3 separate regions of the Sus scrofa genome follow, and all the other regions are linked to region 2. Evidence: chromatin contacts called from public HiChIP or PLAC-seq and promoter capture Hi-C data. All regions are on one chromosome and are shown on one strand. The core of a region is the stretch at or near the end of the contact, and the rest is flanking DNA. Distances in the headings are between cores, read along the strand shown.

Region 1 (3,415 bases), core at 516-3,015, 220 kb after region 2:
TAAAAATCCAACTGCAGGAGTTCCTGTTGTGGCTCAGTGGGTTAAGAACCCAATTAATATCCATGAGGATGCAGTTTCAATTCCTGGCCTCACTCATTGGGTTAAGTGTCCAGTGTTCTCACAAGCCGTGGCATAGATCGCAGATGCAGCTTGGATCTGGTGTTGCCATGGCCGTGGTGTAGACCAGCAGCTGCAGCCCTGATTCAACCCCTAACCTGGGAACTTCCATACACCGCAGGTGTGGCCCTAAAGAGAAAAATCCAACTGCAGTGGCTTAGGTTACTGGGGAGGCAAGGGTTCCATCCCTGGCCTGGAACAGTGGGTTAAAGATCTGGCATTGCCACAGCAGCTGTGGCACAGGTTGAAGCTTAACTTGGATTCAGTCCCTGGCCCGGGAACTTCCATACACGGTAGGTATGGCCATTGAAAAAAAAAAAAAAGAACTTGGGAATTCCCATTGCGGCACAGCGGAAACGAATCATAAGGTTTCAGGTTCGATCCCTGGCCTTGCTCAGTGGGTTAAGGATCCGGTATTGCCATGAGCTGTGGTGTAGGTTACAGACCTGGCTCAGATCCTGTGTTACTGTGGCTGTGGTACAGGCTGGCAGCTATAGCCCCAATTAGACCCCTAGCCTGGGAACCACCATATGCTGACAAGTGTGGCCCTAAAAAGCAAAAAAAAAGACAAAGAAAAGAACTCCACTGTGATGATGGGAAGAACAAAATGAATTTCAAATAAAGGTTAACTTCAAAATCATTGCTCCATAATGTCTGTTATCACTATACGTGGAATTAAGAAATAAATACTAGTGAATATAACAAAAAAGAAAGACGCACAGATAATAGAAAACAAACTAGTGGTTACCAGTGGGGAGAGAGAATGAGGGAGGGGCACAATAGTGGTAGGGGATTAAAAGGTACAAACTGCTGTGTATATAATCAATAAGCTACAAGTATATACTGTGTGGCACAGGAAATAGAGCCAATATTTTATAATAGCTATAAATGGAGTATAATCTTTAATAATTGCGAATCACTATACCTGACACACAATATTGTATTTCAACTATACCTCAACTAAAAAATATATATATGAATATTTTTAAATTAAAAAGCAAAAACACCCAAACCTCCAAATCATTGCAAACTGAAATGATTAATTGGCCTACTCTAATATCCAGGTCTAAATCACTGGGACCACAGTTTCTCCTACATATGCTTTTCACATACGTGGGGCATAGTTTTTAGGTAGTTGCGGTATACAAAAATAATGTTGCACAAAAATAACTGGGCTTTAGTTCCTATTACTTAATAGCTCACTTTGGTTCGGTTTCCTAATACGTGAAATAGAGAAATGAATTCATGTTCCATTTGTCTCACAAGATTGTTGGGGTTGTGGAATAAAATTACCAACGTAGAAACAAAGTTATTGAGCAAACGAGTTGTTACAATTTAAGACTGTGTTGAATCGCAGACGTCGATTTGTCCTAATATTATTGTTTTTAGAGGCCACTAAATGAAAGGAGAAAAATAAAACTTGTCCCACCTCAACAGCTGAACCTGTCAGCCACACTCGAGGCTGGGTTGGCAGCTCACGGTCCAACAGGAAACTCCTAAAAAAAGCGTAAAGGGCGAACTACAACCCCCAGCAGGCTTTGCGCCCGAAATTGCGTCATATAACTTCAGCTCCGTCCTGGGCCTAGCCCTACCCCCACAGCCCTCACCATCCAGAAACTACATCTCCCAGGAGGCTTCACGGTGTCTAACCGTCCTCTTTCACCCCCGCCCCCTGCCTCCCCATAGCCCGCGCCGGCAGCTCGGTGGCCAACTCCGGTCCCGCGATCGGCAGAGCGAGCGCGCGCGCCGGAGGTCGCGCGGCTGCTGAGAAGGGCGAGCACGCGCGGAGGGAGTGGAGGCGTAGCGGGGTGGGAGTACAGCTCGCTCAGCTCGCAAGATGGCGGACGAGGACGGGGAAGGGATTCACCCCGCAGCCCCTCACAGGAACGGAGGTGGCGGCGGCGGTGGAGGGTCTGGGCTCCACTGCGCCGGGAACGGCGGCGGGGGAGGCGGCGGCCCGCGGGTCGTGCGCATTGTCAAGTCCGAGTCCGGCTACGGCTTCAACGTGCGGGGCCAAGTGAGCGAGGGCGGGCAACTGCGGAGCATCAACGGGGAGCTGTACGCGCCGCTGCAGCATGTGAGCGCCGTGCTGCCCGGGGGGGCGGCCGACCGGGCCGGGGTGCGCAAGGGGGACCGCATTCTGGAGGTGTGAGTATCCGGGCTGCTCACCGCCCCATCCCCTCCGCCTGTCCCTGCATTTTCCTTCTACCCCTGTCACCCTCAGGCCGCACCTCCCCGCAACCGCCGAACCGGCCCTCCGGACCCCCGCCTCTCCATGAGGCTTGACCCTTTTACCTCCCCACACCCTGGGTTTCTGGGACCCCCACCTCTCTCCCTGTAATCTCCGGTGTGTGTCCCGTTGCCCGTACTGCTTTTACCCCTGCCCCCATTCCTTTGGTTTCCTTTCTGCCCCTTTGCCTTCCCCTTTGGCATGCGGCTTTCTGCTCCTCGGTGCCCCTCGCTTTCCTCATATTGACTCTCTTCTGCTTCTAACTGACAGCATTTCCTTTTCTGACCCAGCCACAGTGCCTCCTCCCTAAGTTCTCATCCTGAGCATCGTAGTTTCTTGTTCTCCACCACTCCTTTCAGCCCCCTGGACCGTCCCCTCTCCCCTCTAGAGCAAGTAGGCGGGACCTTTGGTCGCTCCTACTCCCCGCCCCCCGCGCCCCCCGCAACAACGTCCCTCCACGCCGCACTCTTTTTCTTTTCTTAGTTACCCTCTCCTTATGGTTAAGCACTCCCTGTATTTTTCTGTCCTGCTGTGTGCCCCTTTCCTCCCCTTCGTGTTGTATTCGTACTCCGAGAATACCTTCTTTTCTGCCCCCCCCCCAAATGATGGTGTCGTCTTTGACATGATAGTTTCTCTCCACCGTAATTCCCATATTACACCAGGATTTTGACTCTAGGGTCTCCATCACTACATCCCTCTGAGAGCATCCCTGTTCTGGCCCCTGTCTTCACTCTTGCACCATACTCATACTTCTTTTGAGTCAGGTTTAGAGTAGAGCTCTCCTTAGCTCCTTGCTTCCCCCAAACTGTGACCCTCTTTTGGGTCTTTGACTTCCCCCTTTTTCAGGGCAGGCCATTTTCATTCTCTCTCCTACTCTGTTCTCTTGTTATCTCGTGCTTGACTTTATCCTATTCTTTCTCTCTTATAGGTTCCTTGCCCTTCCTTCTCTTTTTAGGCCCCTTCTGCTGCTGCAACCCATCGTCTTTCCTTGCTGCAGTCCCTCCCCCTTCATACTCCTTCATCCTTACTTGCTCACTGCATCCCTTAAAGCTCTGGCAGGATGCTGCC
Region 2 (3,397 bases), core at 242-2,741:
GCTAATTGTTTTAAAGTTCATATGATGAGTGCTCAGGTAGCTATGAAAGCAAGGTATTCTAGTGGTTTTGGAGGAATCCCATTAAGCTTTCTGTCATAACAACAGATAGCTGCTAATTGTCCAAGTAAGTCTCTGAGTAAGTAAGATTCACCTGGAATATGGAGTTTGGGAGGAGGTGGCTATTAATTAGAATTGGTAGTAAATAAATAATAATAAAGAAGACGAATAAACAAATATGATTATTAATGAGCTATTAGAAGAAGAAATCAACTACCTAGTTTTCAGCCAAAAGATGATACAAAGAGCAACAGCTGGTTGTCTCTCACACAAGACCTTGACCCTTCCCTTCCAGGGTTTCATGACCTAATAAAATATTTTATTTCAATTAGGCTAAAATTTCATGCGTTGCTTTGGTTCAGATTAACTCAGGGAATTTAAAAAACAAAACTGATTTGGTTTCCCGCTGAGTCAATAATTTAAAATCTAATTGTGTAGGGAGGAGTGGCAAACTATCAGGTTTAGGTTCACCTGTTTGATTCTAGACACTGCTTCCAGCCCCTGCTACAGAACCACATTGAGAAGGGAACGCCTGGAATTTAGTTACATTCCCACAGGCAATGGAATTTTTCTGCTGTTTAAGAGGTAGGTAAGAGCATTTCACAACTAGGTAACTTTCAGAGATTTGTCGAAGGTTCTGCACAGTGAGTGACCCACCTGAGATATTATACACCGCAAGGTACGCACAACTGTAAGATTCCTAGACTCAGATCTACCATTATTTGCTGTGTGATCAGGTAAATCACTATTCAAGTCTCTGTTTCTTACCTATAAAATGGGTCGAATATGCCACATGAGGCTGCTTTGAGAAATACAGAACTTAAGAGATCCTGGGTTCACTGTTAGTTTCGTGTGAGGCTTTTCTTTTCTTTTTATTTTTTTTTGTCTTTTTAGGGCCGCAGCTGGGGCATATGGAGGTTCCTAGGCTAGGGGTCCAATCGGAGCTGTAGCAGCCGTCCTACCCCAGACCCACAGCAACGCGGGATCCAAGCCTCCTCTGCGACCCACACCGCAGCTCACGGCAAGGTCGGATCCTTAACCCACTTAGCGGGGCCAGGAATCGAACCCTCATGGATGCTAGTAGGGTTCGCTAACCACTGAGCCACGACGGAAACTCCTAAAGTGTGGGCTTTTTGATAAGGATCCAAAAAGGAAAGGAGACTTCCTGCCTCCTCGCTCAGGTCAGAGTCTTGACGAGCCCGCCCCCTCCCCATCTGCCACACCACCCTCTCCCTCCTTGAATTTGAGCATCAGAACATTGTTCTAGTCTAGACTCTACCGCTACGTATGCGACGCCTGGCAATTCCAAATCTCTGGGTTTCGGTCGCCACCCAGGATGCTCATACGGTCTGTCCCGACCCTAACAACATGGCTGCGGGAAGTGGCTTTCAGGAAGAAAGAAGGTGTGGCACTGAAGGATCACTTCCGCTTCCGTCGGCGCAAACGCTTTCATTTCTTGAGCTACGGTGACTAAGATGGAATCGATTTTGGAGTCGCGGTCGGGACACTGGGCCGGGGGTCCGGCTCCTGGACAGTTCTACCGCATTCCTCCCACTCCTGGATCCATCGTGGACCCGGCATCCGTGCTCTATGGGAGTCCGATTACGCGCACCCAGTAAGCTCTTGGCGTCTTAGCCTGGGCGGGGGAGAGACCGTGGGGCCTGGTGCGGCCGGCTGGTTCGGGGAGCCAGGGCAGGCGAGGCGGGGACCCCCGGGCGCGCTAACAGCGGGACAGCTCGAGGAGTAGGGCCTGGAGAATGAAAGGAGCCATGGAAAGTCAGAAGCGGAACCCACAGAGCGGGAAGCGGGCCTAGGCTATTCTCCTCCACCTCTCGCCAGACCCTTCTTTATCTCCAGGAACCCCATGGTGACCGGGACCTCGGTTCTGGGAGTCAAGTTTGAGGGCGGAGTGGTGATTGCAGCAGACATGCTGGGCTCCTATGGTTCCTTGGCTCGTTTCCGCAACATCTCTCGCATTATGCGAGTCAACAACAGCACCATGCTGGGTGCTTCAGGAGACTACGCTGATTTCCAATATTTGAAGCAAGTTCTCGGCCAAATGGTGTAAGTCATCTAGAGAATAGGAGTAGTTCCCAGGTGGGGAGGGGAATCCACTGTTTTTATCCCATCAAGATGTTCTAGTGTGGAGGAACTTGAAGCTGCAGTAGAGGATGGGGAGACTTGTTGGGGGGTGAAAGATTCGAGGATGTTTGCAAATAGTTTATTTTAGTGGGTTTAAGAGGGGAAGATTGTGGTCACATCTTTTGGGGGTGGATGGAAAACCCGATTTCTGTTCTCTCCCTTTTCTCACAACCAATTCTTTTTAAGGATTGATGAGGAGCTGCTGGGAGATGGACACAGCTATAGTCCTAAAGCTATCCATTCGTGGCTGACCAGGGCCATGTACAGCCGCCGCTCCAAGATGAACCCCCTGTGGAACACCATGGTCATCGGAGGCTATGCTGATGGAGAGAGGTTGATTTGAATACAAATAACTATCTCTTCTCCCTGAGTGAATCCCACTTCTGACTCAGACCCCTTGGTCCCATCCTTCAGCTAACATATAGAAACCTAAGGTGAAATGAGTTCTTTGACCTATTGTGTCCTGTTAGCTTCCTGGGTTACGTGGACATGCTTGGTGTAGCCTATGAAGCCCCTTCGCTGGCCACTGGTTATGGTGCATACCTGGCTCAGGTAAGTAGTTGGTTGAGGGATGAGGGATAGAAGAAGACAGAAGGCAATAGGGATTAGTGGTTGTCTACCCTTGCAATTCTGACATGAGGAACAGGCTAGGATCCCTACTGCTGGGCAGATGGTTTTCTTTGTGGTCCAGAGACCATGTCAAGGTGATAGGTCCAGGAGTCAATATACATGTGCAAAGAGAGGACACTCTAGAATTTCCCTTTCAAGTGGGTCTTAGCACAAACAGTTCATGCTGGTGAGGCAATAATGAATGTCACCTTTTCACTCATTTATGATTCCTTTTACATTAAGGATTTGCGTCAAATTGCCTGGCATTCAGCCCCTCATATCTCCCATGTTTTCTTTTTTTTTTTTTTCTCCCTCTGATCTCTCTAGCCTCTGTTGCGAGAAGTTCTGGAGAAGCAGCCAGTGCTGAGCCAGGCCGAGGCCCGAGAGCTAGTGGAACGCTGCATGCGAGTGCTGTACTATCGAGATGCCCGTTCTTATAACAGGGTGAGAAGTGTGCATAAGGTGGTGGGGATCTAATTGGCAGGTTCTTGGATACTTCCCGTCCCTGAGTCTCTATGCTTCAAAGAAGAGGGTGTCCCATTTCTGTGTCTTCGCTTTTTCATTTTAGGGAAAGACCCTCAACTTGACC
Region 3 (3,651 bases), core at 341-2,840, 220 kb before region 2:
GTGGATTCTATTTCTCCTTAATTTCTCCTGAACCCTCCTGATCATGTTTCTCTACTCCCGCTGCCTTCTTCAAATCCACAATACAGAGTGATCTTTATAAAGTACAAATCTGATCATAAAACTATGACAAATATTCTCAGTCCTCTGGATGAAGAGCAAAACTCCTTAACATGGCTCACAAGCCCTCCATGATCTGGCCCACGCCTACTCCCTCCAGCCTGACCAACCTTTATTCTCCTTCATGGTCTGGATAATGACAGTAGATATGCAGGTCCCTGACAAGGATCTCAGCGTTTTTATACATCTCTGCCCCACCCCCTCGCTGGACCAACCCTCCTCCTTCCCCTGCTCCTACTCCTACCACTATTCAGCCAGCCAAGGCCACTTTTCATATGGTCCTCAGCTTATCCTGATGCCTATCCCAAACAACTTTGGCTCCATGTGGAATTTAAACTGACTTAATTCAGCTAGTTCCCCCACTGGAATCTGGAATATGTCAGAACAAAATGGTGGGGTCTGTTTTTTGGTTTGTTTTCTTTTTGGCTGCGCTGGAGCCATGTGCAACTTCCCCACCAGGGACTGAACTGGTGCCAAAGGAGGTGACCCAAGCGGCAGCAGTGACACCATGCCCTTAACTGGCTGAGCCACAGAGGAACTCCCCAAAGTGGTGTTTTTAATACTCTGTTTCCCTAAAGCCTATCACAGTTCTTGGCTTGCTCTATGCGTTTAATATATTTGATGAACGGTTAGATTCAATCAATATAAAATTTAACAAGTGCCAACCCAATGAGGACACTGGACCAGGCATTGGACATGTGTACTGTTAAACAAAACAGATTATCTCTAACCTTAAAGCGCTTACAATCTGATAGAAAAGTATAAACAAGCCAGCAAAAGCTATTACAAATCGAAATAGGTTCTACGAAAGATATATAGGGAGAAACTTCTTAGCACAATCAAGGAAAGGCTATTTACCCAAGAGACATTTACACCGAGATCTGAAAGCTGAAAAAGGAGTATGCTAAGTGCCTCTATTTTTTCTTGAGAGAGATTTCTTTTCTATACTTGAGATGAATAACCAGGCAGTGGGCCAACGAGCATACACCGCGTGACTACGATGTGCTGTATGCTAGACGTCAGAAGTGCAATGAGAGATGCAGCTGGGGAAGTACACAGCAGGTTTCAGCCATCCAGGACTCTCCCTTCCAGGACTCCAGTTTATCCTCCAGTCTCGCCCACCCCATCTCGAGTATCAGCTACCAAGGATCCTCTCTTCCCCCACCCCCTTCTTTGTCCGAGGTTTCTCCCTTCAGGACTCCTTTCAGCTTCCTTCCCTCCCTCTTCCTGGGCCCGGCTCTTGCCTCAGTGAAACCCCCATAAGTCGTCTGGTAGAACTCATCTTCCTCCTCTGCCTCCAGGAGACCAGAAAGCCGGTTCCCTGCGGTCTTCCGGGGGGCCCGGCCCCCAGCCAAACTCATAGTGCCTACTCAGACTGCGCCACCACCAGCAACCCCTCACACAGCGCGGTCCTCAAGGATCGGCTCTCGACACCACTACCTGCGGGCGGCATGCGACGGCGGAAGCCGGTCATCTACAGGCAGAAGTAGCAGAGCGTCGAGAGATTCCTAGTCCCGCCCCCGAAATCTTCTCACGGCTTCAGCCCCGCCCACGCCTGCGCAGAGACTACCCCAAGCTCCCCGCCCCAGTTCCGGCGCCCATCTGGGCTGTGAAATACTTCGATTTGGTGACCCCCAGAAACCCCGCTACACTGAGTGCAGAAATCGGGAGCCAAGAAATTTTCATTTAGAAGAGGTCAGTCTCCCTCTGCTCCAGTTCGTTTTCCACTCTGCTGCCAGTAGGAACCTTTCTAAAAACCCAGATTTTGTCACACTTTTGCTCAAAAATCTTTAATGGCTCCTTCCTTGTCGACTTACAGGGTAAAGTCCAAATGTTTTTTAAATTTAGTTTTTAGTTTATATTGGATTATAGTTGATTTTCAATGTTGTGTTAATTTCAGGTGTACAGAAAAGTGATTCAGTTATACATATACCCATTCGTCTTTTTAAGTAAGTTGTTTTTTTTTTTTTTTTTGTCTTTTTGCGGTTTCTTGGGCCACTCCCGTGGCATATGGAGGTTCCCAGGCTAGGGGTCGAATCGGAGCCGTAGCTGCAGGCCTACGCCAGAGCCGCAGCAACGCGGATCCCAGCCGCTTCTGCAACCTACACCACAGCTCAGGGTAACGCCGGATCCTTAACCCACTGAACAAGGCCAGGGATCAAACTCGCAACTTCATGGTTCCCAGTCAGACTCGTTAACCACTGAGCCACAATGGGAACTCCTTAAGTAAAATTAAAAAAAAAAAAAAAAAATTCCCCCTTTTTCGGCAACCCGCATGACATGCAGAAGTTCCAGGACTAGGGATCAAATCCAAGCCAGAGCTTCGACCTACACAAAGCAACTTCTGATTATCTATTTTATTTTATTATTTTCTTTTCTTTCTTTCTTTCTTTTTAGGGCTGCACCCGCTGCATATCGAGGTTCCCAGGCTGGGGGTTGAATCAGCTACAGCTGCTGCCCTACACCACAGCCACAGCAATGCAGGATCTGAGCTGCATCTGTGACCTACACCACAGCTTAACCCACTGAGTGAGGCCAGCGATTGAACCCGAGTCCTCATGGATTCTAGCCGGGTTCGTTAACCGCTGAGCCAAGACGGGAACTCCTGATGTTTGTCCTTCTCTGCCTGAAAGTCCAAAATTCTTGTGGCGGAATAGTAGCATGGCTGAGAGCTGAGTTGTAGAGCCAGCCAGACCTGAGTTTGAGTTTGAGTTTAAGGTCTTCTAGCTGTGTGACTTTGGACAAGTTGTTTTGCCTCCCTGAATTTTAATCTTCTCATCTGTAAAGTGACACTAATAAGAATACCTACACTTTTAGGTGGTTGAGAAGATTTAAATATCTAATCCTTGTAAACCACTTAGCACAGTAATAAGCACATAGATGTTTGTTTGGTAGGGGATAACTACTATTAACATAGCTTTCAAGATCCTTCATCAGTCATTTAGCTTCTCCCTGCCTTTAACAGCCTCACATTATTCCACATCATCCTATTCTAGCATCGTTTCCCTGACACCAATTCTTTATCATGTCTCCGTATTTTTCCTTCTTAAAATTTCTTCTTTTTCTTACCTACCTGGCAAAATTCCAGTTCTGTAGGACAGTGAAGTCATCTCACATCTGTTTCTGTCTTCCCGGTGCAGTTTCTATAACCATGGAGATCATGCCTCCTAGATTCTTGTAATAGTTCCAGTCTCAAATAGTCTGTCAAGAATGTTTCAACTTCTCTTCCAGTTAGTTTGTTTGTTTGCTTATGGTCACACTCCGGGTATATGGAAGTTCCCAGGCCAGGGACTGAATCCCAGGACACAACTGTGGCAACGCCCAATCCTTTAACCCACTTCACTAGGCCAGGAATCGAACCCAAACCCCCACAGTGACCTGAGCTGCTGCAGACATTCTTAACCCACTGTGCCACAGAGGGAACTCTTCTTCCCATTTTTAATTCTGAAAGTATGGTTGTCAAAAAATAGCACTTGTGGCAGTTCCTATCATGGCTCAGTGGTTAATGAACCCAACTAGTACCCCTGAGAATGA

The links. Promoter capture Hi-C pulls out the DNA fragments that hold promoters and counts their contacts. HiChIP or PLAC-seq counts read pairs in DNA pulled down with a chosen protein or histone mark.
Region 1: a contact with region 2 is called in an H3K27ac HiChIP or PLAC-seq map of alveolar macrophages. The contact joins the promoter of SNX27 here to the promoter of PSMB4 in region 2. A contact is called at or near these places in 2 of 47 Hi-C or Micro-C datasets (heart right ventricle and skeletal muscle) and 1 of 2 datasets of contacts at active chromatin or transcription factors (alveolar macrophages).
Region 3: a promoter capture Hi-C map of liver shows a contact between it and region 2, with 2.3 times the contacts expected there. The contact joins the promoter of VPS72 here to the promoter of PSMB4 in region 2. A contact is called at or near these places in 1 of 5 promoter capture datasets (liver) and 1 of 2 datasets of contacts at active chromatin or transcription factors (alveolar macrophages).

Annotation. Positions count from the first base shown.
Region 1 is chr4:97,619,166-97,622,580 of Sscrofa11.1, reverse strand. It overlaps SNX27 (sorting nexin-27), which reads left to right and starts at 1,765. Exons shown (of 12, transcript XM_003125761.6): 1 at 1,765-2,265. The coding sequence starts at 1,955.
Region 2 is chr4:97,836,003-97,839,399 of Sscrofa11.1, reverse strand. PSMB4 (proteasome subunit beta 4) reads left to right here and starts at 1,491. Exons shown (of 7, transcript NM_001244455.1): 1 at 1,491-1,672; 2 at 1,915-2,121; 3 at 2,386-2,532; 4 at 2,670-2,751; 5 at 3,136-3,252. The coding sequence starts at 1,533.
Region 3 is chr4:98,060,200-98,063,850 of Sscrofa11.1, reverse strand. VPS72 (vacuolar protein sorting-associated protein 72 homolog) reads right to left here and starts at 1,590. Exons shown (of 6, transcript XM_001929654.5): 1 at 1,362-1,590. The coding sequence starts at 1,478. It also overlaps a transcript of PIP5K1A not described here.